4 separate regions of the Mus musculus genome follow, and all the other regions are linked to region 2. The links are chromatin contacts, called in public Micro-C and promoter capture Hi-C maps. All regions are on one chromosome and are shown on one strand. Each heading gives the region's core, a stretch centred on a gene start, on an enhancer-like site or on the middle of the called end of the contact. The rest is flanking DNA. Distances are from core to core; before and after follow the strand shown.

Region 1 (5,842 bases), core at 1,569-4,068, 750 kb before region 2:
TTCTGAGCCTGGTACTATTGTTCAGAGTCTTATTTCATACTTCAGGCGTCCTGGGAAGGCAGCATCATGGTGATACATGACGGCAGGGTAGAAAACAGGGGCTCCGAGCAGCGAAATGACTTGCCATACTCCTTTGGATCACGGTCAGATTGCCTCCTGATGAGTGTGTGTAAGCAGGGAGTGAACAAGCCTGTGAGTGAACAAGAAAGTCAGTGTGCCCTAGTGAGTGTGTTAGGGAGCTGACCGTGCCAGACATAGGCCCCAGAGGACAGGACAGACAGCAGCTGTGGCCACTAGGCAGGCAGGGGCAGAGCAGATCCTGAGTCAGCCTCTGGGCATTTCTGCCAACCTGGCTTCCCAACCCTGCAGTGACAGCCTGTGCCAGAACCCCCAGCTAAGTTTCATCCAGCCATGGTGTGGTCCCCAGCAAGCTCTCATGTCACACTAAGAGCCAGGCCTGATCTCAAGGATGGCAAGAAGCTAGCCTCCAAGGAACTCAAGAAGTAGAGCCAGTGTTGACTCCCCAGGCAAGAAGGGCATCTATGAACTGTGGGAAGGGGCCAGCAGTGATTTCAGCCCTGGATGGTTCTAAACAGAACCACCTGGAGCATGTGTATATGTAAGGGGGTAGCACATAGTTCCCATACCCACCCCTGCCTTTGGGACGTGACTCAGGCTGATGTTAATCATCTGCAAAATGGGCTTGCTCCATCCCCCATCCCCTGGGAGAGCTCCAGCCTGTCAATCAAAGCCCTACCTGCTTTCACTTACTTCTATCCTCTCCCTGGGCTTCAATCTGAGGAAAGGAAGTTTTTAAAGAGGAGGCTGTTTCCCTTAGTGAGAATACAGCTCTTCTACTGCCCAGAGAACTCCACCTCCCTAGTCCCTTTAGGAAGCAGGTACTGGCCAGGAGGAGGTTAAGACTTGGAAACTCTAGTGTTGGACATGTTAATTTTGGTAGGTTGCTTCCCCCACTCTGGACCTCAGTTTCCTGATCAGCAAAACAGGAGACTGTGCCAAAGGGACATGAAGGTTTGCTGGCAGGGCAGCAAGCATCTGGGCAAGCAGGGAATAGTCAGGCATGTGAGGGGGTTTGAGTTAGAAGAAGTGCCAGGGTTAGACTGATGTTTAAGCTGAGTTTTGGTGGAGGCCTCACAGCTGGGAATGTTTGTAGGCATACGGCATAGCCTGAGCATAGGCTGGCAGATGGAGTGGTGACTGGAGACTTAGCCTCCCGGACCCTTTGGGATGAGGTAATGGACTGCATAACCTCTTAGGAGCTGCTCCCTTTGAGGTCACGTGACGATGGGATTAACATCTGAGTCCTCTACTAGTCTATACAGTAGGGACCTCATTTGTCTCCATTTGCTGCTCTTACCATAGAGCCCTGAAAGAAGACAGGAACAATGAAAATGTTCAATATATACCCATTAAACGAGTGAGTTCCTCCCCAACCGTTCTTAACTTTGGGGGTGAGCACTTGTTTCAACAGCCCCTTTGGGAACCTTCCACAGCCTGGAAGACAGTGGTACCTAAAGTGAGGTCCCTAGTGCCTGTCAGCTTGCTAGAAATGTGAAGTCTCGGCCCCAGCACAGACCTGCCGCCAGACACTCGACGGTCGGGGTTCAGGCATCTGTTTTAATCCTCTGTAGGATAAAACCTACCACACACTGAACTTTGAGAACCAATGCTCTAAAATTGTGCTTGCAAGCACAGTAAAAGCCCAGGAAGCCCCATTTGCACAGAGAACAGGTAGGGTTGTGGTATAACGCCTGGCCTACAATCCAGGAATTATCAAACCATTTCTTTTCCCTAGACTGGTCCATGGCACAAAGAGACGAGAGTTAGATCAACCCTTAGTCTGGCTGTTGGAAGGAAGACTTGGAAACGTCAAGGGTCCAGAAGAGGAGGGCGGGGCATTTCTGGGGATGGTAGAAGCGGGGAGGGACCAGTGTTCCGAGCCCCGCCCCATTTCTGTTGCCCCGGGAAACCCCGGGTTGTAACAATAACCTGCTGACGCGCTCCTGGGAGGAATCCTTTGAAGGTTGTGGGCGGGGCAGCCCCGCTGTGCACCAATGGAAGCACTCGGGATCCGCCCCTACGTTGCCCTCCCCGAGCCCGGCAGGGGGCGGGGCCGCGCCAGACGTTTCTCGCCTGCTCCCTAGGGGGCGCTGTGGCGTGCGGGGCTTCGGCGGGGTCGCCCTTAGCGGGAGCTCCACGCCCCCCACAGTCAGCAGGCGGGGCACCCAGTAAGCAAGGATTCCGCGGCCCTGGGCGAGCACGCCCCGCCTCCTTTTGCTCCGGGTCCGCCCCGTCCCCGTCCCCCGCCCATCCCGAGGTGCAGCCGGCGCTGAGCGCGGCAGGCGCGGGAGCTGGCGCTGGAGCCGGAGCGGCGGCGGCATTCACGGGGCGGCGGCGGCGCGGGCTCTGGCACGGGCTCGGGCTCCGGCATGGTGCAAGCCAGCCTCGTCCCGGGAGAGCGGGGCCCGCGCGCGGGACCGGCGCCCGCGGAGCGGCGGCAGCGGCGGTGGCGGTGGTGGCTGCGGGCACAGACAGGCGGCAGGTGCTAGAAGCTGGGCTGGGCGAGGTGTGTGCCCGCTGGGCTCCCGGGCCGCCGCCCCCTCACTGCCTGGGTCTTTGCCTCCCTCCGTGCTCGCCAGTTTGTCCAGCCTCCTGCCTCCGCTCCCCGGCCCATGGCGCCCCGCGGTTGAGCCGGCGCCGCCAGGGACCCCTCCCGCGGGCCTCCCCGGGGCGCGCAGATCCCAGAGCCGCGCGCCCACCCTCCGCGGAGCCTCCCTCCCTGCCTCGCCCGAGCCGGGCGGGACCATGGCTGCGAAGCTGCGAGCGCATCAGGTGGACGTGGACCCGGACTTCGCGCCGCAGAGCCGGCCGCGCTCGTGTACCTGGCCTCTGCCGCAGCCGGACTTGGCCGGCGACGAGGACGGGGCGCTGGGTGCAGGAGTAGCCGAGGGTTCCGAGGACTGCGGGCCGGAACGCAGGGCGACGGCCCCAGCGATGGCCCCAGCGCCTCCGCTGGGCGCAGAGGTCGGACCCTTGCGGAAAGCGAAGAGCTCCCGACGGAACGCGTGGGGGAACCTTTCCTACGCCGACCTCATCACCAAAGCCATCGAGAGCGCCCCGGACAAGAGACTCACGCTCTCGCAGATCTACGACTGGATGGTCCGCTACGTGCCCTACTTCAAGGATAAAGGCGACAGCAACAGCTCGGCCGGCTGGAAGGTGGGGCATCCGGGCTCCGGGCAGGCTACAGGGAGGGGGGCTCTGGAACACCCCTAGGGGTCATGGAGTGCGCGCCCAGGGCGTGGGGCAGGTCAGTTGACAGGCGGGGGCATGCTGGCAGCAGCTGTATTCATTCATGTCCCCTAGGAAGGATGCGCGGGATTGGAGGTCTGGTAGGGTGACAGGGGATACCTTTTTGAGGCATCCCAGAGGATTATCCCTGGCCTGTCATTGAGCGTATAATAGCATAACTCATTTCCAGACCACGGACAGTAGGGAGCCCCCTTTGTTTTGTGTGACTTGTTTTACCCTCTCCACCAGGGTACTTGCTTTAAAGAGCTGGAGTCATGACCCGGGGCTCCTGTCTGCTTTCCCTCTCAAATCTTCCCTGGCCTTCCTGACACTGGCCCCATGGTGAAGAGTGCTAACAGATCAAGCCTCCCCCCCCCCCAACCCCATGCAATTCTTTCTATAGTGTTGAGAGTTCATCCTGGAGCCTAGTCGGGGTGAAAAGCATGGCAGACCACCGGAGATGAGTTCTTCATGGGGCAGTTGTCAGCCCCTTCCCTGGTACAGCATGGGGTGGGGGAGGTGCTTTAGGCTCCCTGCTGGGACTTGTGGGAATGGTGTTGAGGTCTGGGGGGGGGGTCTATTTCTACCCACTCGGGCAACTTATCTCTCACTTCCCTGGCTTTCTGGGCTCAGATGCACTTAAGGAGTGGGGCACCCCTAGAGAGACCTCAGTGGCAGGCAGTGGAAAGGGGAGAGCCATCTTGGGAGAAGACTTGGATGGGGGCTTTACTGGATTGTAGCTTCTAGATCCAGCTCCTCCTCTGTCCATCTTGTTGGGAAATGGGGCTAGCCTATGCACTTGGGGGTGAAAAGGCATGAGGGGACCTCTTGTGGGAGAGGTAGTCACTGTGAGGAAGACATGTCTGTGACCAGAGATGAGGCTGTTTGGGGTGTTGATTGGCAGCAAGATCTGAGGAGAGGGGCAGCAGCCATGGCCAGATCTAGATGCACTTGGGAGTCCTGATCTGGGAGCCCCCGGCTCTTGGGATTCCTGTACACTGGCATCTTCTTTGGCTCTCCTTGACCATTATGGGGCAGGAACACAAGACACAGAAGTAGACCTGAGTCTCATCCCCTCCATTTTCCAGTCCCCTACATCTCAGTTCCCACCAGAATACAACTTTCTCTCAAGTGTGCCCTGCTCTTGGGCTTGCTCTGCTTCTTGTCTGCTGTGTCCACCTTCCTTCCACTCCTTCCCAGAGATGTAGTCACTCTCCTCAGGGCACAGGGTCCCAGTGCCTCCTCCAAGAAGCCTTCCCTAACACTTGTTAGCTAGCTCAGGACTCCCACCTACCCACCTTTTTTTTTCCTGGCCCTAAGGCATGCATCATGAGTCAATCATGTGTGCCCTACCTCCTGCTCCCTCCCTCCCTCCTTTACTTTTGAACGACGGTGTCAGTGTTAGGACTCTTCTGTCCCCATGGCACCTTACAGAGAGTCTGGCCCAAGAAGCCACCAGTGTATGCATGCTGAGAGTAAAGAGATGGGTAGATGGTAAAAGAGACTGTGGATTGGCGAAGAGTGCCAGGACCTGAGCAGATCAGGAGGGCTTCCTGTAAGAGGCAGAGCTCCAGCAGGTTTGGATGGATGAAGGAGACTGGGGAAAGATAGGAAGCAGGGATTTGAAGCTAGAAGCCTGGAGGCAGCTGCAGTTCTGAGCAAGCATGTTGGGGCCGAGCTCTGTGCCAGACTCTTCCCATATCTTTAAAGCTCTCAGTAGTCCCTGAGCTGGGTTTTACTATAACCATTCATAGGGGTGGTCTCTGAGGCCCAGAGGACGAGAGTCAATTAACTGCCTAAGGTTCTACTCCAACCAAGGTATGTCACCCACCTCTCCCGGTCCCAGCAAGCCTCTGGAACATGCCTGGCTAGCCCTGGCGAGAGGAAGCTGCTGCTGGTGTTGAACAGAGGCCGACATAAAACATAGGATATGATGGCAGCGTGCTTAGAGATAATTGAGCCCCATGAGTTCATTTCTCAGACTGTGAGACTGAGGCCTGGGGAGGTAATAGGACTCTCCCCTGAGAGTGTCAGCAAGCAGTAAGCCCTGGATAAGGACCCGAATCTATCTGCCCATTGACTGCAGTTCCCACCGCACCATACTGTTAGGGGCATGCTGGTCCTCCCTGTACCTCATTCCCAGTCCTGGACTGGAGCACTGGGTGAGCAGCCCCAAGCTTTGCTTTTACTTTTGGTCCTGGCAAGAAACCACCCAGACACTGGAGGGGATCTAATTCAACCTGTCTCATCATTGGGTGTCCCCTTTTACACTCCTGTTCCCCCAGGGTGCCTCCATTCTCTCTCATTCCTGGAACTTACTGCCCTTGAACCCCTTCTGGCACTCCCAGTCAATTCCTTCAGAAGCCTGGAGGAGGAGCTATCTCCAGCTCTCAATCTCAGCTTGACCAAGGCTGGGAACACCTCAGGTGCCAGGACCAGGCATCCATTATTCCTTCATCCATTTCATCCCCCACAAAAGTGTTGCCCTTGAAAGCCTGAATGGTACCATACCTCAATCCCATGGGGGTCA
Region 2 (6,771 bases), core at 1,053-3,552:
AATAGTACCTAGTGCATTTTAGAGATGTGGAATAAAGAACTTTCTGCAAAAGCAGCAAGCAGGACTACCTAGTCCTTCTACTAGAGAAAAATCTACGTATATTACACCCAATAGAACATGCATGCTTTCTCACTAGGGTACAAAACACAAGGAAAAACTAAAGGCAAATAAACAGTGAAAGGTGAAAAGAAGCCCACCAGTTTCGAGCGCCCCGACACGACTCATTCAGAAATGTAGCAACAACTTGAGCCCTGCATCAACACAGACTAGAAAATACTAGGCCACAGTGACACAAGAAAGTAGAATAGAGAAAGGAAAACCGTACACACCAACACATCAGTTGCAAGCGCCTGCTCTCTGGAGAATTAAGCAGTAGAGAAGAGCAAGAGCTACTGGTACTGAAAAGATGTCAATTAACTAAGATCTGGTCGATCCCCTAGTAGTCTCAATTTCCTAAGAGTACAACTCTTGATTCTTCCATCAAACAAGTCATCCTCGGCAAAACAAACTGACCTTAACACCTTCCCCACGCTGCCCGGAAGAAATCACGGGGTGGAGGGGAGTAAAGCAGGGCGGGGGAAAAAAAAAAAACAAAAAACATCTCAACCAACTGCAAAAAATGGAGGGAGTGGGAGGGACGGGGCACTACCACGTGGGCAGGATGCAACACACGCAGGACAGCAGCAACACGTCCGCATGCGAAGGCTGCCTTTCCCCCAATGCCAGAGAAGGGCCCGGGGACAGGATGGGAGAGAAGGTGGGACCCTCGCCCCAGCCATTTCAGCCCCGCAGGGCACCCGCGACCCACAAGGCAGCGGCCGCCTTCCCGGCAGAATAGCGCCTGGAGGGCGAGGAGGGGACGCCGCATCGCGCCGGGAACAGGACGAGCCCGGACCAGGTGCAGGTCACGGAGCGACGAGGGCGCGACTGTCGCGGTCCTCCGCGGCCCCGGCATCCGCAGCGCGGGCCCACCTGGGGGAGGGGCGGGCGCGCGCGGCGTCGGGCTGAGGGGCAGCGGCAGCTGAGGAGTGGCGCCGCGGGTGAGGGAGGGCCGCCACCCGGCCGGCCCAGCCTGGCGCCCACCGCCGGCCACAGGGAGCGTGCGCCGAGGACGGCGAGCGCCGCTCGCCCAGGGCAGCCCCCGCCCGCGTCCCGGGAGATGCCCCAGCCCCGCCTCCCCGCCCGCCGCCCCAGCCCCGACGAGACCCTGGCGACGCGTGCTCACCTCAGGCTACGCAGGCCGGGACGGCCCGGCCGAGCCTCCGGCCGCTGCGTGCGTCTCCGTTCCCCGCGAAAGGTCCCAACGGCGCCCTCAGAGAGCGGCCCAGGCCCGGAGCGGCGCCGAGAGTGGCGGCGGCGGCGGCAGCGGCGGCGGGAGCAGCCAACATCCGGGGCCGCGCACCCGGAACTACTTCCCGACCCGCTCCCTCCCACCCCCGCCTCCCGCGACGTCTCAGCGCTCCCGGCCCGGCGTCCTCGGCTCCACGGCCCGCCCCGTCGTTGCTGCGCGATGTGCGAGGGATCCCTCCGCGGGGACAAGTAGTGCCTCTGAGCTCCCGCGGCTCTGCCTGCTTGCGGCCAGCGGGAACCGGCGGTGGGCGGTGCGGAGCGCCTTGCAGTGTTTGCGCCTCGGACTTGACAGCGGCTGGCCGAGGCGGCCCCGGCCCCACTCCCGGGATTCCAACTCCTGAGGAATGCGCCTCGTGACCTCCCCGCCTTCCAGCCTCTGCCTCTGCGCGGCCCCGTCAAGCACCCAGCGCGGATTTTCCCGGCCGCCACCGGGGCGCTTTGGACCTTGCTTGGGGACACGCGTCCTTCGGAATGTCAAGAACCCGGGTTCGAGGCCCCTCCCTACCCAGGCATGTCATCTTGTCATTACCCCTGCCGCGTCATCCTCTCCATCTCAAGTTAGCTGGCCAGGTCGTGGCCTCACTATCAACAGGTGGAGCCTTTAGTAGGGTTGTTCAGACTTCTGGTAAACTTTGGACTTTCCCTTTGGTCTTCCCTGGTCCTACCTCTGAACTGTTAGCGTTGACAATCTGTGCTATCCTGTTACACTTGGTAGGTATTTGCTGCGCAGAAGCCGCGTTAAGTCACGTACTCTTCCCTGCAGCCTCAAGAACAGCAAGTGAAGAGCAGTTGCTCAGTATTTGGACATTAGATGGTTAGATGGATGTCAGTGAGTTTGGTTGATTGAGAAAGCAAAGGTCTGAGAGAATTGACCCTGGCAACCTTGCTGAGCTAAGACAGTGTGAAACCATCCTTCCATTCCTTCATGGAGCATTGAACACTTTCATCTGTCAAGCATCTCCTGGCAATGGGAATTCTAAAGGTTTATCCACTCATTTGTCCAACAAAGACATAAAAAGTCATTGTACCAGGCACTACTGTAGTGCTTCAGATTAATCAGTGAACAGAAAAGGCCGGTGGAGGGGCAAGTATCATTCCCTCATGGGCAGAAAGGTGATAAAAATTATGAATTATGTAATAATGTTAGAAAACATTGAATGATACCTTGGGGGATTGGGGAGGAGCACTCAGGACAGAGCTGTGTGGAACACTAGAAGGAAAATCCTTTTAAAAAGAGCTGCCTGGGTGAGCCACAATAATAAGGCAACTTGAATCAGAGGTTTGAAAGAAGTGAAGGGATTTGATGTAATTGTGGTTAGAACATCCCTGTGAGTGTTAGAAGTAGCGAGGGTCGGGAGAGGTAAAAGATAAGGACAGAGGGGTATCTTGTGGGCTATTGACAGTCTCTCCAGAGCTTTAAACAGTGAATGCTCTGCTTAGAGTACAGGGTAGGAAGTCAGAGGGGGCACTACCCAGGGACAAGGTGATGACCTAAATTAGGACAGAACCACACAGGAAAATAAGACACGGGCTTTTATATTTTTAAGCACTCAGTCTAGGGGCTAGCAAGATGGCCCAACAGGTAAAGGAGATTACTCCACAAGCCTGGAACCAGAACCTAATCCCTGGAATCCATGTAAAGTAGAAAAGAACCAATTCCACACACATGCTGTGGTAAGTGCGCTATACACGTGTACACACACACACCACAATAAATAGTTAGAAAAATAATTCATCTAGATGCATGCTCATAACTTCAGCTCTAAGAAAACTGTGGCAAGAGAATGATAAGTTTGAGGCCACCCTGGGCCACATGGACTCTGTCTCAAAAACAAAGAACTCATAGTCTAGTGAGACATAAGTAAACTGATTACATAACATCATGACAAGGAGAACATAGTCCCAAAGAGGATACCCCCACCACCCCCCTTGCCAGTCTTCCTGGGGAAGGGTAGACTACCGCAGATTCATAGAGAGAATTAGAATTACCTGGTTGGCTGGTCAATCAAGTGGCTCCTCAGTTGAACATAATTAACACTAGCCTTCCCAGCCTCTCAGATCTCAAAGTTCACCTTCCTCCACCTAGGCTTGAGACAGAATACTAAAAAGCAGCCTGGGTGCTGCTCTTAAAGAGACGGGTACAAAGCCAAGCAGTGGTGGCAGACGCCTTTAATCCCAGCACTTGGGGGGCAGGGGCAGACGGATTTCTGAGTTCAAGGCCAGTCTGGTCTACAGAGTGAGCTACAGGACAGCCAGGGCTACACAGAGAAACCCTGTCTCAAAAAACAGAGAGAGAGAGACTGATACAGCTGTTTCCGTTTGTGGGAGGGGTAAATTGAAGCCAGGAGTCACCAGGATTTGACCTGGAGATCAGGATCATAAAAGACCATAGTCAGGAATCTCTCTGAGACACTTAAGTAGAGTCAGCCAGAAGATAAAGTACAAAGACAAGCAGGGACTTGGCTCTAAACCACTTTGGCTACCTCTGTAATGGCTATTCCTGGTTGTCAACTTTATCTGGAATGAACTACAATCAGAATTGGAGGGCACACCTGTGATGCAGATCTTGAGGCTGGAAGAGAAGTTTCAGACCTAGATCTTGGCGTGGAGATCTTGAGCCATAGTGGCCATGAAAAGTTTACACCCAGGCAAGGTAGTACATGCCTTTAATCCCGGGAGACTGAGGCAAGGAAGATCTCTGAGTTCAAAGTCAGCCTGGGAAAGAGCAAGTCCCAGATCCACACTGTTAATCTAGGCCACACCTTCTGCTGGAGACATAGCACAGCTGCCCATTGTCAGGTTAGTTATTAGATTACAGACACACAGTCATCACAATAAATTCACTTAACATATCTCTATATGTTAAGTTGCATAAGTTCTGTGATTCTAGAGAACCCTGACGAATTGCATAAGTTCTGTGATTCTAGAGAACCCTGACGAATACAACTTCCTCTTACAAGTCATGGACAGGACAGGCAGTGGTGGCGCACGCCTTTAATCCCAGCACTTGGGAGGCAGGGGCAGGCAGATTTCTGAGTTTGAGGCCAGCCTGGTCTACAAAGTGAGTTCCAGGCTACACAGAGAAACCCTGTCTCTAAATAAATAAATAAATAAATAAATAAATCAGTCGTGGACTGGACTTCTTACTGTTTAGAATTCTGAGATACCGTCCAGAGATATTCATTCTGGCTTACAGGGTGCATAGAATTAGAGAAAAAACAGATTTACATACCTGCTAGGGTCAGGTGGTAAACCTCTGACTTTGAGGAACAGAACCAGAGGCCACAGAGATTCAAAAGGTGGAGAACCAATAAAATTGTACTTTATATGGGATTCCTGCTATGGATAGAAGGTAAGCTGGTCTGGCTAAAGAAACAAAAAAAAATTAATAATGGTAAGAAGACAGATGTGTCAATTTGCTTTGCTATAGTAACCTGTTCACCATGGGTTTTCATCCCATAACATTTTACTGTATACCTTAAACATAGACAATAAAATTAATTTAAAAAAATTAACAGGTGGAAAAGTACACACAGGCATGCACGCGCATGAGCACACACACACACGATTGCAATGGCCATAGCAACAAGAAAGGTTCTGGGACCTTGCAAGGAAGAAAAGTTTAAAACCAAGGTTGGAAGGACAGACCTAAGTACAAATCTATTATCCCTTAACTTCATGTGTTGCCTATATCAAATTTAGTTTCTCTCCATCTCTGTTACTGTATCTATGAGCTGGAGATTTTAATCACAGAGACCTAGCCAAAGAGTTTGTGCACAGGCGTCATCGAGCCAAAGCCCCCACAGACAGCTGTTCACTATATATGTGGTGGAGAGTTCCCATAGGAAAGAGTGGTTTGCTGTCTTGGGAGATACAGATAGGTTGGGAAGGAAGGGTGGAGCAGGCCAGCTCTCAGAGAAAAGGTGGTAAGCCTAGGGACAGATTATTGAGACAGATTGTGATTCAGAGAGATGAAGGTGTTGCTGTTTATTGTTTTTAGTCTTTCTCCAGCTTCATGTGGATTGTAAATTCCCTGAAAAGGACACAGTCCATTGCCTAGCTGTGAGAACCCTACAAACCAAGCATTGAGCACAGATTGACAGGGTGTTTGACAAGTGGGACTCCACAGCCACTTAGACAGAAAGATTCCTTCTGATCCTTTTCTCTGTTTGTTACAAAAGGCTCGGGGAAATGGGAAATAGGTTTAAAATGAGCCAAGATTTGCAAGAGGGAGAAGGGAGAAACGTGATGCAAGGCCTTCTCATTTCCAGCTCTTGAAGAGCCTTCCAAATTTCCTGGTTATCTTTATCTAACACATAATTCCTTGTATTAGATGTAAAATGTAAAAAGTTACACAGTGGCCACTGGGAAGCTCTTAATACTGCTTACAGCTGCTTAATGACAACACTTGAGTATTAGTCACTCTGCATACTTAAAGAGCGGTCAGCAGTCATTTATCAAGTGCCTACTCACTCCAGGCATTGCGTTAAATATCAAGGAGTTAAGCCTGAATAGATAAACAGTTCGTTCAATGCAAGTCAGCAGAGACTAGTATGTGTGCCATGGAAACAGGGATGAGGCAAACTGTTCAATTGGGTGCAGGAAGCTGTAGGCCTGGAGAGACAAAGGAAACTTCCCCCTCGAAAGGTAAGGGTGGGGTTCAGGCAATAAATGAGCAGAAGTGTGCTATCTAGAGACAGTGGCAAGCTTGGGAATAAAGAAAAACTCAAGTGGGGTGAGAACACCTTGTACAAAAGTGGGAAAGGTTGGGTAGATAGAAGAAGAGGCAAGCTACAGAAATAGGAGTCTTATAAAAGGTCATTAAATACTCATGGCTAATGGCAATAACTATCGCCTGGAGCTAGACCACATTGCTCTATGTAAACTCTCCTTAAACTGAATTCTTCCCTCTGATAGCTTGGCTTTAGTTTCTGACTATTGGTAAAACAAAAGTTAGTTTTCACATCCTATAGGAGCCAAGCAGTTTCTGTAGAAAGGGCCATCTTGGACTCAAGTCCACCACCACCAGTAATAGCCAAAATAATTTATTTGCTAATCTGATAGCAAATGTGCACAGACACACACACACATATACACACACGCACACACAAATCCTTCTCTGTTCCTTGTAACTTGCTTCAAACCTTGGCTCACCTCCACTCTCAGAATCAACTGAGCTAATTAAAAACATAATGAGAGACACAAAGGCACCAAGACAGCTGAGCAAACATAAGCCAATGAGCCGCCTGAATGAAGTATTTACATTAGAGGTAAGCAATCGCGTAGATGAAATGTTGGCCCTCGGAAGAGTCAGTCAGTGGCTGTTCAAGGGGGATCTCCTCTCCATCAATGACTCAGATTTTAGGGAGTGTTAAAATGAATGGAACCTGCATAGCAGAGAAATGGCAACCAGGTAGTATA
Region 3 (5,822 bases), core at 1,774-4,273, 530 kb after region 2:
CATGTGCACATGTGTGCTTCCCCAAGAGCATGGCTGCTTAACTTCCCAGAGTGGCCCGGGGAGCCAGCTGACTGCTCTGTCTGGATTCTATGCTGTGATTGCTCTGATTTCTGTCTGCTCCTCATTAGGAGAAGTAGACAGACACTGTCCCAGCTACACATCCCAGAGCCCACATCCTTGAGGACTTCCTGCCGCTTCAGACCAACTATCACATGGGTCCAGCAGCCTGGAAAGGAGGATTGGTGTGGTCAGGAGACAGGCCCCCCAAATCCGATTACTGCCTACGCCCCCCTGCCCCCCCCCAATCCGGGGCATTAGAGACTAAAGAGATTCTTCTTCTGAAAGGATCACCTGCCAGCACGTGGTGGTGGCCCAGCCAAGCATGGCTGTCGAGAATAGAGCCAGCAGTAAATAGGGCCATGATCGCAGTGAGCTCCCAGCCCACGGAGAGAACCAGGCTGGACCTGGGTCTGCCTGAGACATCAGAGTGAGAACAGCTGAAATCCTGGTCTGAAAAGGCACCTGTGTGGGGTGTGTGCATGTGTGGGCACAGAGTTCCCGGAACACAAGGAGCCTGAGGGGTTGGTAGGGGTGGGGGAGGGAAAGGAGAGACAAGGGCCTTCTGGGGAAAGATCACTGTAGGAAGAGCAGGCAGGCTGGAGTGAGGAGTGTGTGTCTTGTGAGCATGCTGGCTCCTGTGAATGTTTGCAGACACCCCACGGTGGGGGCCCTGGGGAACACCACAGCTGGCTCTTCCATTTTGTGGGGAAACAAAACAAGCCAGGGCTGGGAAACAAGTGCCTCTGCTCAGCCTCTGTGAGGACGACTGATCCCAGCTACTGTGTGGTCTCTGTCTTCAAGGCTTGAGTTGAAGGATATCAAACTGAGCTGCCCTGCTCCCTGCTTTTGCTGGTCTAGAGGGGTCTTGAGCTGGGGCAGGAGATGGACTCTCAGTGATGTCTGTCTTCTGGTCCATGGTAGGGGCTGGGACTGGGCTCTATGTTCCTGTCCAGGGTTCCCACACTATCCCAGAGTGTACATTCACACCTGGATCTGGTTCACCAGCATCGATCATCCAAATCTGGACCATGGAGCACCCAGAGAGCTCACAGCTCCAGATCATGAACACTGACTGGGCTCCAACATCCAGGCTGCAGAGAGCCCCGACCCTCTGATGGAGTGAAAACTCCATCCTAAGAGAAGATGGACCAGATGCATCAGATAGGCGTCCATGACATACATCTTTCTGGATTCAGAATCTTTGCCAGGACCCCCACATCCAGATAAGGATTCTCAACACCCAAACTCTGAATACTAAGATAAGATCCCAACATCTGGACCTGGCACATCTGCACTAGCTTCTAACTCAGACCCAGAAAAGCCCCACCCAAAGGCCACCAATCTCACCCAGAAAGCTCTGAGCTGACCATACTGAAAACTGACTCCCCACCCATCCCCCCGCTTGCCTCTCCCCATCTTTCCTGAATGAGCTCATCTTGAGAGCCCTTCTCAAGTTCCAAGTCTTTTATGGAGCAATCCCTCATCTCTCAGGATGCCCAGGATGGGGGAAGTGGATAGAAGGTCCTATCTATGCCCTTCTAGGGTGGTGCTGGGAATCTAGCTCAGATACCTAGTTGGAAGTGGGCGGAGAGAGCTAGGTGGGAACCTCTCTCAGAGACCCCGCTGTTCCTACACCGTGTGTCCCCAAACAGCCTGCAGGGTGCTGGGCACCCAGCCAGGAAATCCGGTGCAAACCCTTGAAGCTGGCTGGCCTGGTGGAGGTGGGTTGGGCACCATCAACGTGACCAAAGAGTCCCCCCTGGGACAAGGCGGCTTCTGTGCAGTCCCAGTTGATCCCTTGGGGCTTCAAATCCCATCCGGCTGACTGGGCAGCGTGGGAACAAGTGGTATGGCTGGGGGCCTGTGGGTATGAAGGTGAGGGGCCCATGGGCTGAGAGCTGTACTCTGGACAGGGCTCCCAAGTTCCCAGTTAATCGTGAAGTTTTCATCAGACAGGGAAAAGCTGTATTATCAACTGATTTGTCCTAGCTCCCTGCTTGGTTAAAGCCATTACCTGAAATTAGGCACCATAATCAACTGTTTCCTTGAGAGTTAGATAGCATTTTATTCCCAATTGATAAACCAGAAATGAGAGGCTCAAAGAGTTCAACTAAGGTGGAAAGCTAGCTGGGTCTGCGGCTCTCTTCTGCCCTCCCCAAGCATGGAGTTAAGTGCAGGCAGCCAGCTAGCACGCTGGCTTTGCTCCTAGGTGATCACAAAACAGCTAGAGGGAAGCCTGCAGCACAAGGTTGGTGTGTGCTTAAGGTCTCCTTCCTGGTCTTTCTGTATGATGGATCCCATAAATGTATTCAGTCAATCTCTTGGTTAACAGCCATAGGGCCGGAGGGAGGAAACCAGATGAGAGCAGAGATGTAGGAGGAGAGAGTGGATTGGATGGAATCAAGGAAAGGGCTTCCCAGAAGTCTCTCTACTCTGTCCACACAGATGGAATGTCAGGACCCAAAGAAAGGGCCACAGTGGTGGAGATGTGCAGAGATCCACCCCAGCTCCTGGGAACAGAATAAGGAATTCCAGTTGCTGTTCTGGAACTAAAGGCCCGTACACATTCCGCGTCTCTTGTTTGTTATAGATGAGACAGTTTGGGATGGCAGAGGCATGGGGGTGGCCTGGGGTGGGAACGTGCATCTCTGTGGTAGTCTTATCTGTGCATGCCTCTGAGAAGGGACCTGCCACATCTTTGGAGCAACGGCTGGACGTGGCTCTGCGGGTCTGGGACGCTTCACCTTATTGGCATCTTTGTGATCTCTCCTGACCCCCGTGTTTCTGGCCAAACTCTTATCTGAAAATCTTGCATATATCTGGGTTTCTGCCCCTATCCCTGCTTTTTCTCCAGCTCCAAAGAATGCCGCTGTCCTGCCTGAATATGCAGAGGAATGTGGAGGGCAAGGGGAGAGGGTAGCACATGGCCCAGGCTGTTGGCCTACTGGCTATGGAAAACTACTGAGGCCTCCTGGAGCCCAGCAGGCCTGGCCAGACAGGCTCAGAGCCAGGCTCCACAGCAGTCGCTCTTCCAGGCCCCTCCCACTCTTTTCTCTGCAGCCTGGGGACCTGCTGAGATGGGTCCTGTAGTAGGCAAGCGAGCACGGCCTTTCCTCCCACCATCAGCCAGAAGGTCCGCCAGGCCTCTGCCCCTCCCTGGGCGTAGGCATCCCTGGGGGCAAAGAGAAGGGAGTGGGTTTTTTTTTTCCTCTGAAGTCCTTCCTAGGCCTGACATTCTCTTCATTCTGTGAAGGTTAAAGGACAAGTCTACCTTTGTTTCAAGGGCCTCCTGAAAGCAAGAATTCTAGACTCTCTGATCAAGAAAGGTTCCTTATGATAATCTGGTCTTACTCCCCCCCATGTTCTCAGATCCACGGTCTCCCCAAGTTAGCCCTCCATCACGGCTCTTTCAGCACAGGCAAGAAAAGCCGTTTTGTTTGGCTTGAAGGATATAAACGTTTTGACAGATGGAGGTAGGGTTGAACTGACAAGTACTTTAGATGGGGTGGGCGTAGGTAGGCAGGGGAGGGGTATGGCCAAGAGACAGAGCAAAGGTGGGTGGGTAGGTGGGGTAGCTGAAAAGGGTTTGAGCTACACAGAAGGGTTCTCAGATCCCGGGAGGATGGAAGGGCTGCTAGCCTATGGGTTGTTCTGCTCAAAGAGCCAGCTATGGATGCACAACAGGGTGGGAACTCTTGTGGCTAACTGTGCAAGCCTGATCCGCTCCCTTCTGTATGGTGCCCCTCTCGTCTCAGCTAAGAACAGCCTGTCTCTCTCGGGGTTGTGAAGGGTGAATAAGTACGTGAAGTCTAGGTACAGCCCTCCATATCTGATGTGGTGTAGGACGTGCTCAGTCACAGACACACACAATGGCAGGCCTGGCACTGGAACACATGCCTGCAGTCCCAGCAGGAGGCTGGAGACTCTGAAGGTCAAGGGTCAAGGTCATCCTCAGCTGTAGACTAAGTCTGAGGTAAGCCTTGGCTACCTGAGAACTTGTTTCAAAACTGAGGCCTTGTCTCAAAACCAAAACAAAACAAAGCAAGGGTGTGGAGACATGATGGCTCCGTGTTAGAAGTGTTTGCTGTTCCTGCAGAGGGCCCAGATCTGGGTCCCAGCACTGCCATGTGGCTAGCAATCTGTTGTATCTCCAGTTCCAGGGTATTTCTGACATTTCCTTTTGGCCTCCTCAGCCTCTGTATACACACGGTGCACTTACACCCATGCACACAGAATACACATAAACTAAAAGTAAATCTTTAAAACAAAGCCAAAACCCAAAATACAACCCCCAAACCAACCAACCAACTAACCAACCAACCAACCAACCAACCAACCACTCCTACCTCCTATATTTTTGACTAGTCCAGAGGTCCAGAGGGACAAAACAAAACCAGGGGCCAGAAGGAAGCTGGTCCCCGGAGTGGAGTGTCTGCTGGTCCATAATTATATCTCTGAATGAATGGAATAAAGGGCTAGGGAAGTCCTCAGGGGGCTTGGGAGCTGCCTGAAAGTGGGAAGAAAACTCCCACTGAGTGGCCTTGGGTTTTGGCTCTGGGTGGCCACAACCTAGGAAGCCTGTTATGTTCCAGAGAGCTCGGACCTTATCCACGTTCACTACCAGGCCCAGGGCTCCAGGCAGGTGGGGCTGACACCGGAGCAGGAGCCTCTCCGGTGCTGGGCGGTGTAGGTTGGGTTGACGTTATCCAAAGGGAATGAAGAGACAGGAAAGGGCCCCAGGTCCTCTTCCACAGGATCAGAGCGGCGGTCAGAGGGGGCGGAGGAAACCTGGGTGACTGTAACCAAGGACACTTGGTCCCTAGGTTTCGAGGAGGACCGCTGGGTGTGGTGGAGCGTGCCCTTCCTCCCTGCACTCGGCAGGCAGAGACAAGTGGGTCTCTGTGAGTTTTGAGGACAGCTTAGTCTACACAGGAGGCTCCACGCCAGTCAAGGCTACACAGAGAGACCTTGTGGAGAAGGAAAGGAAGGAACACTTGGACAGCCCCAGTCTGAAGAGCTTTGAGAGCTAAAGAGACAAGATAGAGACTTCAGTGGAATCCTGTTTGTAGAGGGAGGCAAAAAACCAAGCTGCGGCCAGCTGAGGAGACTTGAGGGCAGTGAGAGAAGTGAGGCAGAAGGCAGGGCTCACCTCTGCCCAGAAGCTTGCCTGAGGCCTAGGGGATGGGTGGAGGCTGCAAGACTTTGAGCCTCCAGGTGAGGTGGGGAAGGCTCATGCTGCCCAGATAGCTCAGACGGAGGGACTATGGCTCAATACAGCTAAATGGCTTGTACAAAGTCACAGCAAAGTGGACAAATTTCATTATCATACATACATACATACATACATACATACACACAAACAAACAATAACAGAAATTTATTTATGTGGGAAATGGAAAGCAATGTAATGCACATGCGAATTGCTTGCTGTGGCCATAGCAGTAAAACGTGGTCACTGGAGAATTCTAGAGCATTCTAGGCAGAAGCAGGCCTCAGGTCCCAGGTAGTAGAGAGCTACCCAATGCGAGTGCTAGATTCCGAATTCTGGTCCTTATGACTGAACAGCAACCACTCTTAACTACTGAGTCACCTCTCACGGTTTTGTTTCTTTGTTTTGTTCTTTGGAGATAGGGTTTCTCGGTGCAGCCTGAGCTGTTCTGGAACTCACTCTGTAGACCTGTAGGCTGGCTTCCGACTCGCAGAGATCTGCCTGCCTCTGCCTTCCAAGTGCTGGCCTCAAAGGCATGTGCTGCCTCCTCTCA
Region 4 (6,301 bases), core at 3,621-6,120, 590 kb before region 2:
TTGTTTCTTTTTTTTTTTCTCAAGCAACAAAAGGTCTAGAAAAAGGCACAGGTAACTGCATATGTGGAGAAATAGAACAGATGGGGCTGAGCAGAAGCTGCATGGATAGATGGACAGATGGACAGATGGGAGAGGATGCCCAAGGGAGCAAGATGACTCCAGGCGGTTGTCTGGGCATGTCTGCTGCCGACACTGGAGGCCAGGCGCTGAAGTAGCTGTAGAGGCTAGATGCTTGGGGGGCCACTACCCTTGGGCAGGAATAGAGGTGTCCTGAGCTCCCCTCTACCTAAGAGCTCAGGGGAGCCTTGACGGGTCCTGGGTTCTCCAGAGAGGTTCCTGCTCCGGGGTGGAGAGTAAGTGGAGGTCTCTGCCAGGCAGTCCATGGAGCTGCTGCGATCCAGTGGTGGGAAGCTTGAGGCCTTTAGGTTGGCCAGTGTGTGTGGTGACCCCAAGAGGCCCCTCCAGGAAGGTGCCACCTGGTGGCCTTGGGGCAGCTGTGGGGAGCAGGGGCTGTGTGTGCCCATGGGTCCTGGAGGGGCTTCAGCCCTGTGAGGTTCCCAGTCAGGAGGTCTTCCTGGGCCTCTGCCGGTCCTTTCCTCTTCCAGCTCTGACGAGAGTGTAAACTTGGAGACCTTGGCCACAGGGGACACCGATGCTGAAGGGCTCTCTGTGGGACTCCAGCGGCTGCGCTCCTGGGCCTCTCGGGCCCCAGTTAGGTCACTGCCGCCCCCTGAGAAGCCACTGACCCAGGCCGCGCAGGGTCCAGGAAGCACGGTGGGCTGGGCTCCTGGCCGGGCCTGTACCATCTGGATCCCACCGATGGGAATGAGGGGGCAGGGGGCGCGGCTCAGGAGCTGGGAATGCAGAGGCAGGTGGCTGAAGAGGTTCTCCTCACTTCGGCTAGGGAGGTGGCCATGGAAGTCATGAGGGGCGGAGAATGGTCGGGGGAAGAGAGGAGCAGGGCCAGCTGATGGACTTCGGGACTCAGTCTTCCGCTGGAGTCAGAAAACAAGACGGGAGAAGGCAAGGGTTACGTGCCTGCAGAACTGAGGGCTAACGGTATAGAGGGTGGGGAGGCCTGAGATTGCAGTACGGCTGGTGAGTACGGCCAGAATCAGGAGTCCTACTGCAGTTCTCGGCAAGCTTCCAACTGGGCAACTTAGAGGTACATGTTGGCCCACATCTGTAGGAGGCAGCTCTTGTGTGTGTGTGTGGGGGTGTGGGGGGGTGTGGGGGGAGCTCTGTGCTCACCCTGGTCTACCTTGGCTCTTCTGCCTCTCCCCTTCTTAAGATGGTCTTGGCCTAACTTTACCCTTGCATATGGATTCCCACCCAAAGATCTCAACCTTTCACTACAGGAAGTTCAATGAGGCAAGAGAGATGCTTCAGTTAGTGTTCTTCCAGGAGAGATGCTGTGGGGTCATGACAGCACAGTGTAAGAAATGTCAACAGGGACAGTGCCAGCCGTGGACAGTGTCAGCCTCGGGGGTGGGGGGAGGGGCAGTGAGGCAGTGGTACAGATACTGTAAGGCAAGCACTGTCAAGGAAGGGTGATGGGCAGTAGCGGGGTGTGGTGGGGCATGGTGGTGACAGAGGCAAGGCTGTCATAGTTCCACAGGGAGGAGATGGGGACAGATGATTTTGGTAAAGCTGTCGACTGCTCCAAGGACATACATGGACAGGGAAGTGATGGCCGAAGAATTACACAAGTGTTACGTCCATATCCAAGGCTACACTGCCCACTAGGGCTTGAACCCAGAGCCTGTGAACACCAGAGCCATGTCTGGGGCTTCTGAGGGTGCCTCAAAGTGCAATGAACTAGCTGACACAGGGACCTAAGAAAAGCTTGCCACATGCCCAGGAATACCGGCCTGGCTCTGGGGTGAGGGGCAGAGGGTGTGAATGGGCAGCTTCTGACCCCCGGGAGGGCCACAGCAGGGACTCACCCATGCAGAGGTGCACGTTTCAGGGCTTCTGCTGAGAAGTGTGTGAGGTAGAGGCACGGGCTGGAGGAGGGCCCGTGGAACCGGCCCCAAGCCCAGGCCACTCTTGTCCGCTGAGGGGCTGCAGGGCCCAGCCAGGGCCCATTTCCCTGGCAGCACTGTCTGTGGCGGTGACTCGGCCTGACCCAGAGACCATCTCCTGGTGGGTGAATATCTGGGGGTGCCTGTGTCTGTGGCACGCTCGAGTCCAGCGGGCGCTTCTCTTCCTATGGGGTAGGGAGTGAGACAGGACAGCTCCAGTCTTGGAGACCCACAAAGGTGAGGGCCCAGGTCCCTTCCTGGGCCCATCTGGGGACCAGGTGTGCTCGTTACTGAGGCCTGAGCTTCTCGGGCCGGTGAACATTGCTGGGGAGACGAGTCATTTTTGGTGAGTGAATGTTTGCGAGTGAGTGAGGGGCGGCTGCCTGCTTCTTTGCTTGGGGACCACGGCCTCCTAGGGGACGTGGCCTTGGGACTCGGGGCTGAGCTCATGTCCTTCTCCAGTGGGGCCAGTCCCAGCCTGGGAAGGCCTTGGGTACCCCGGCTAGGTGTGGAACAACTGCTGGCGGTCAAATGCGTGGCTTCTGAGATGGAGCTGCCTTGCGGGACCTCGTCAGAAGTGCTATCTGGAGCCTGAGGGCCCTCAACGGGTGAGGAGTTCTCCTGTAGTGTGGGGGGCAGGCAAGGCGGAGCTGCCTCCGAGCATGGCCCAGACAGCTCATCCTGGCTCTCTTCCTCCTCCTCTTCCTCCTCCTCATCTTCATCCAGGTCTGAGTCTGAGTCAGAGTCCTCCAGGTCTGAGAACTGGTGCTCCTCCACAGCCTCGGCGCCCTCTTGCCCCTCTGAGTCCTGGTGCAGGTCATCACTGGTTCCTGAGGGGAGAGCACAGGATACTCAAGATTACAGCCACTTCAGGCTAAGCCCGGTTTCACTGCCTGCCAACTAGGCACAGTGCCACGTGGCAGACGACCAAGTGACATAGCAGATAGAAGAATACTCTGTAAATAATAGTGTACAATGACCTCATGCCTCGACGAACAAGTTCAGCTCTGCGGGCTTTAGGTACGTGAATTCATGTAGCCCTCAAAGAATCCTGGCATCACTGGGGAACTGGGGGTTCTATTCTTACGCTCATGCTGTGGATAAGGAAACCGAGGTAAGGGGGATCAGGTAACCTTCCCAAGTAAGGCCTAGGGCTTCACTGGGGCAAACAAGATCATCTGCTTTCTGGTTTCTCAGTGTGGGTTTCACCACGAGCCAGCTGTAATGCTGTGCCTCAGTCTCTCCTTTTGTTAAGTGGATGTCTCACTGTATGGCTTTTTCTGAGAGGAAAAAATAATGCAGGCCTGGTACACAGCAAGGGCCCAGATAATTACAGCCACTATGACCCCATTACTGATGGCATCTATCACTCTGGGACAGGGCATGCTGGCTGGTCCAGCAGACAGTCACGGTCAGTTAAAATGCAAACCAGATGCTAACATGACCAGGCTGGCCTACACAGCGGCTCTGGGCAGATGGCAGAGTTTAGCTTCTGTGAGTTGCTGGGCTAGGCTGGCCTCAGTCTTTAGGGCAGGCCTGACCCCTGCCATTCCTGCCCTGTGGAGCACTCTGAACGTCAGCTTCCGGGTCTGGATTCTTATGGAGTGGAGGTTTCCATCAGCTGGTGAGGCTGTGCCACCATCAGCAATGGAGACCGAGGCATCCCTGAAATGGTCAGCTGTCCACAATCTGGGGGATGACCTGGAGAGTTTGTGCTCTGTTGGCCCATCACTAGACTGCTGTGACATGACCAGTTTGAACTGGTTCCAGGTGGCCTAATGTGTCCACTATCCCTATCGCTCGCCCGGGCACCAATATTCCATTTTCTCCTGGTCAGGAAAGATAGTCCCCGAGCCCTGGCTCTCCACCATGCCCAGGAGGGCCAGAAACAGTGATGCTAACACCTCCATGGTCAGGTACCAAAGTGGATAACGTGAACATTCACTAGGAAAGAGAGAGAAAATTGTGTGTAGAGAAGGAGTTGTCAGGCAGAGGGAGGTTCCAAGGGCAGAGTTTGGGCAGATGGGAGCGAAGAGACGAGGCCTCGAGGGGAATGGGTGATGGGAGACATAACAGACAGGGGATGGAGGGAGGGGCAAAGCCCTGCATCAGCTCATTCTGCTGACCTAGGACTTTGGCAGGAGCCCTGACTGCAGGCCTCAGGTTTTACTCAGCCCTGGCCCTCACTCACATAGTGAAACCCAAGCGTGGAGAAGGCCACGGCCTGCCCCACAATCATCCAGCTATCTCCTGGCCTAGTCAGAACTAAGGTTCATAGTCCTCACGTCTCACACTACAGTTCAAAATGGCATTATGCTTTGAGAAGCAGATGCAGCCACGAATCCCCACCCTGCCCTCCTCTTGCTGGGTGACAATGGCTGGTTTATGTCCTTTTGTGTCTGCTACCATCTCCTCTGTCTGTGTCTCCCCCTCCCATAGGCAGGTGGCCAGGGTGGCACTGTTAGCATCTGCACATGAAGGCTGAAGCAGGGTCCTGACTGGGGAGGGAGTTGGGGCCAGCATCTCCTGACATCCATCAAGACAGGCCCCAAAGCCCTTCTTTACTGAGGAGAAAGTGAAGGCCCCCTGTATGAGTCCCAGTGTGGCGGGGATGATGGAAGAAGCCCTCTCCAGACCACACTACTTCAGGCACTCCACATCTGATTCCTGCAGGCATCTAAAGGGTTCCCCTGCCTGCTCAGCACCCCCCCCCCCTTTCCTGATATTCCATATGGGCCTTTTTCTGCCTTTAGTGCTTTCAAATCTAGTGGAAGGCACTGGACAGAACCTTCTGGGTGCAGTTTCTAAGACTGGCCACAGGGTGGCAGTGGCTGACAACCCATTCCTTAGCAGTGTGCTGGAGCTAGGGCATCCTGGCTTGGTGCTCTTCAGGGCAGTTCCTGCTACCAACTCTATGTTTAGGATACCCAGATCCTAATGCCCGTCGCTGGGTCTGCCTTGGTGCATGAAGTAACAACTCCATCCTTCCAGTCTCTTAGGTTACAAAGCTTGGAGCCATCCCTGGCCCTTTCCCTCCCCTCCTCTGCCCTCTATGATGTAGCAGGACCATCTATGGGCTCAGTCTCTGAAAGCATCTGGAATCAGACCACTTCTCACCTGAACTGTGCTCATGTGTCTGGCCTAGATCACATCCCTACACCCCTGCTGGAGTTCTCCGCACACAGGCAGAGGACATATGTATCACTCCCATTATACTCAAGGATAGAGGATAGAGGTCAGCCAAGGCCCCCTGTCTTTCATGGTCCTTCATGGTCCCATGTCTGGGCTTATGTTACAGGGCCCTCGCCAGGACACCATCTATAGTAGCCTGGCATGCATTTTGACAACATGGGGGCCTCACATTATAATTTGTGAAGACAGTGCTTTGAGTGGATTGTTGTAAACATTGGTTTATTCAGTGTTAAAAGAAACATGATCTAACTCTTGTTAGATTGCTTCACAAACAGAAAATAAAAACCACAGCTTTCTCCTTTCTTCTCTGCCCCCCACCCCCCTGACCCACTCCCTTCTTCGTCTTGTCACACTAAGCCCTGACCCTGACTCCTGAGAATCTACAGCTAAGGTTTGTCATTCTATCTGCCGCAGCCCCTCTGGCCTCCCTCCTTACCCGTGTCCCCTGCCTTGTCTGCTATCAGTCTGCCTCTAGCTTGTTTCTGATGCTGGAGGACCATAGTCAGGTTGTAGTGATGTGTCAGGGCCGAGAAGGGATGGACCTACCCGATCTAGCTTTGCCTTTCTCAGTGACACTCGCAGTCCCACAGACCACATTGCAGGTTCCTATCAGAAGAGACTTCTAGTTAAGTGCCTGAAGATCTATCCAGGTCCCACTAAGACAACTCAAGGCACGTGTTTAGACTGTGCTTGGCACACACTGGGTGCGCCGAGTTCCCGTTGGGGCTGGCTTTCTGCTGGAACACTAGGTTATACTGAACTGCACAGTGACTGGCTCTGTGGCACTGGGGAGCATTTTATGAATTTAACATTTGCTGCTTCCCAGTTGTTCAGCAAACTAGAAGGGAGGACATAGAAGGGAAAGATGGTGGGAGGGAGAGAGAGGAAGGGGAACAGTAGTAGAAATGAGGGTGTCTGGAAAGGGGGAAGGTCAGGGGTAAGGGGGAGGGATGTGAAGTGGAGAGGGAGTTAGGGAAAGAGGAGGTTGGTACAGTACCTTCTTCGGCTTCCAGCTCCTCCAGCACCCCCGTCTCTTGGCACTTTTTGCTGTGGGCTTTCGACTTCATGTGCTTAGTCAGATTCCC

Evidence for each region. Promoter capture Hi-C pulls out the DNA fragments that hold promoters and counts their contacts. A called contact is a pair of places that touch in the nucleus more often than the background predicts. Capture Hi-C pulls out chosen DNA fragments and counts their contacts.
Region 1: a contact with region 2 is called in a promoter capture Hi-C map of adipose tissue, with 2.6 times the contacts expected there. The contact joins the promoter of Foxo6 here to the promoter of Frg2f1 in region 2. A contact is called at or near these places in 1 of 39 promoter capture datasets (the 3T3-L1 cell line), 1 of 115 datasets of contacts at active chromatin or transcription factors (embryonic stem cells) and 1 of 9 other capture datasets (adipose tissue).
Region 3: a contact with region 2 is called in a Micro-C map of embryonic stem cells, with 2.8 times the contacts expected there. The contact joins the enhancer-like site here to the promoter of Frg2f1 in region 2. A contact is called at or near these places in 1 of 39 promoter capture datasets (stem cell-derived epiblast-like cells), 2 of 484 Hi-C or Micro-C datasets (the G1E-ER4 cell line and embryonic stem cells) and 1 of 9 other capture datasets (liver).
Region 4: a contact with region 2 is called in a promoter capture Hi-C map of hippocampal neurons, with 6 times the contacts expected there. The contact joins the enhancer-like site here to the promoter of Frg2f1 in region 2. A contact is called at or near these places in 6 of 39 promoter capture datasets (the 3T3-L1 cell line, embryonic stem cells, hippocampal neurons and 2 more), 2 of 484 Hi-C or Micro-C datasets (cerebellum and cerebral cortex), 5 of 115 datasets of contacts at active chromatin or transcription factors (astrocytes, embryonic basal ganglia, embryonic forebrain and 2 more) and 3 of 9 other capture datasets (adipose tissue, liver and macrophages).

What each region holds. Positions count from the first base shown.
Region 1 is chr4:120,284,237-120,290,078 of GRCm38.p6, reverse strand. Foxo6 (forkhead box O6) reads left to right here and starts at 2,818. Exons shown (of 2, transcript NM_194060.1): 1 at 2,818-3,240. The coding sequence starts at 2,827.
Region 2 is chr4:119,534,300-119,541,070 of GRCm38.p6, reverse strand. It overlaps Frg2f1 (FSHD region gene 2 family member 1), which reads left to right and starts at 2,302. Exons shown (of 4, transcript NM_001004178.1): 1 at 2,302-2,463. It overlaps Foxj3 (forkhead box J3), which reads right to left and starts at 1,410. Exons shown (of 13, transcript NM_172699.3): 1 at 1,226-1,410.
Region 3 is chr4:119,005,957-119,011,778 of GRCm38.p6, reverse strand. No RefSeq gene overlaps it. Among named protein-coding and RNA genes, the nearest start is that of Gm12865, 11 kb to the right of the region's middle. Within about 2 kb of position 3,023, at least 66 of the 459 cell types and tissues checked have an H3K27ac peak or open chromatin away from gene starts, as enhancers often do. A contact at or near this core is called in embryonic stem cells, where this site is marked.
Region 4 is chr4:120,128,275-120,134,575 of GRCm38.p6, reverse strand. Hivep3 (human immunodeficiency virus type I enhancer binding protein 3) reads right to left here. Exons shown (of 9, transcript NM_010657.3): 7 at 6,214-6,300; 8 at 1,947-2,854; 9 at 1-995. The coding sequence ends at 225. Among named protein-coding and RNA genes, the nearest start is that of Edn2, 30 kb to the left of the region's middle. Within about 2 kb of position 4,870, at least 44 of the 459 cell types and tissues checked have an H3K27ac peak or open chromatin away from gene starts, as enhancers often do. A contact at or near this core is called in cerebellum, cerebral cortex, embryonic basal ganglia and 1 more, where this site is marked.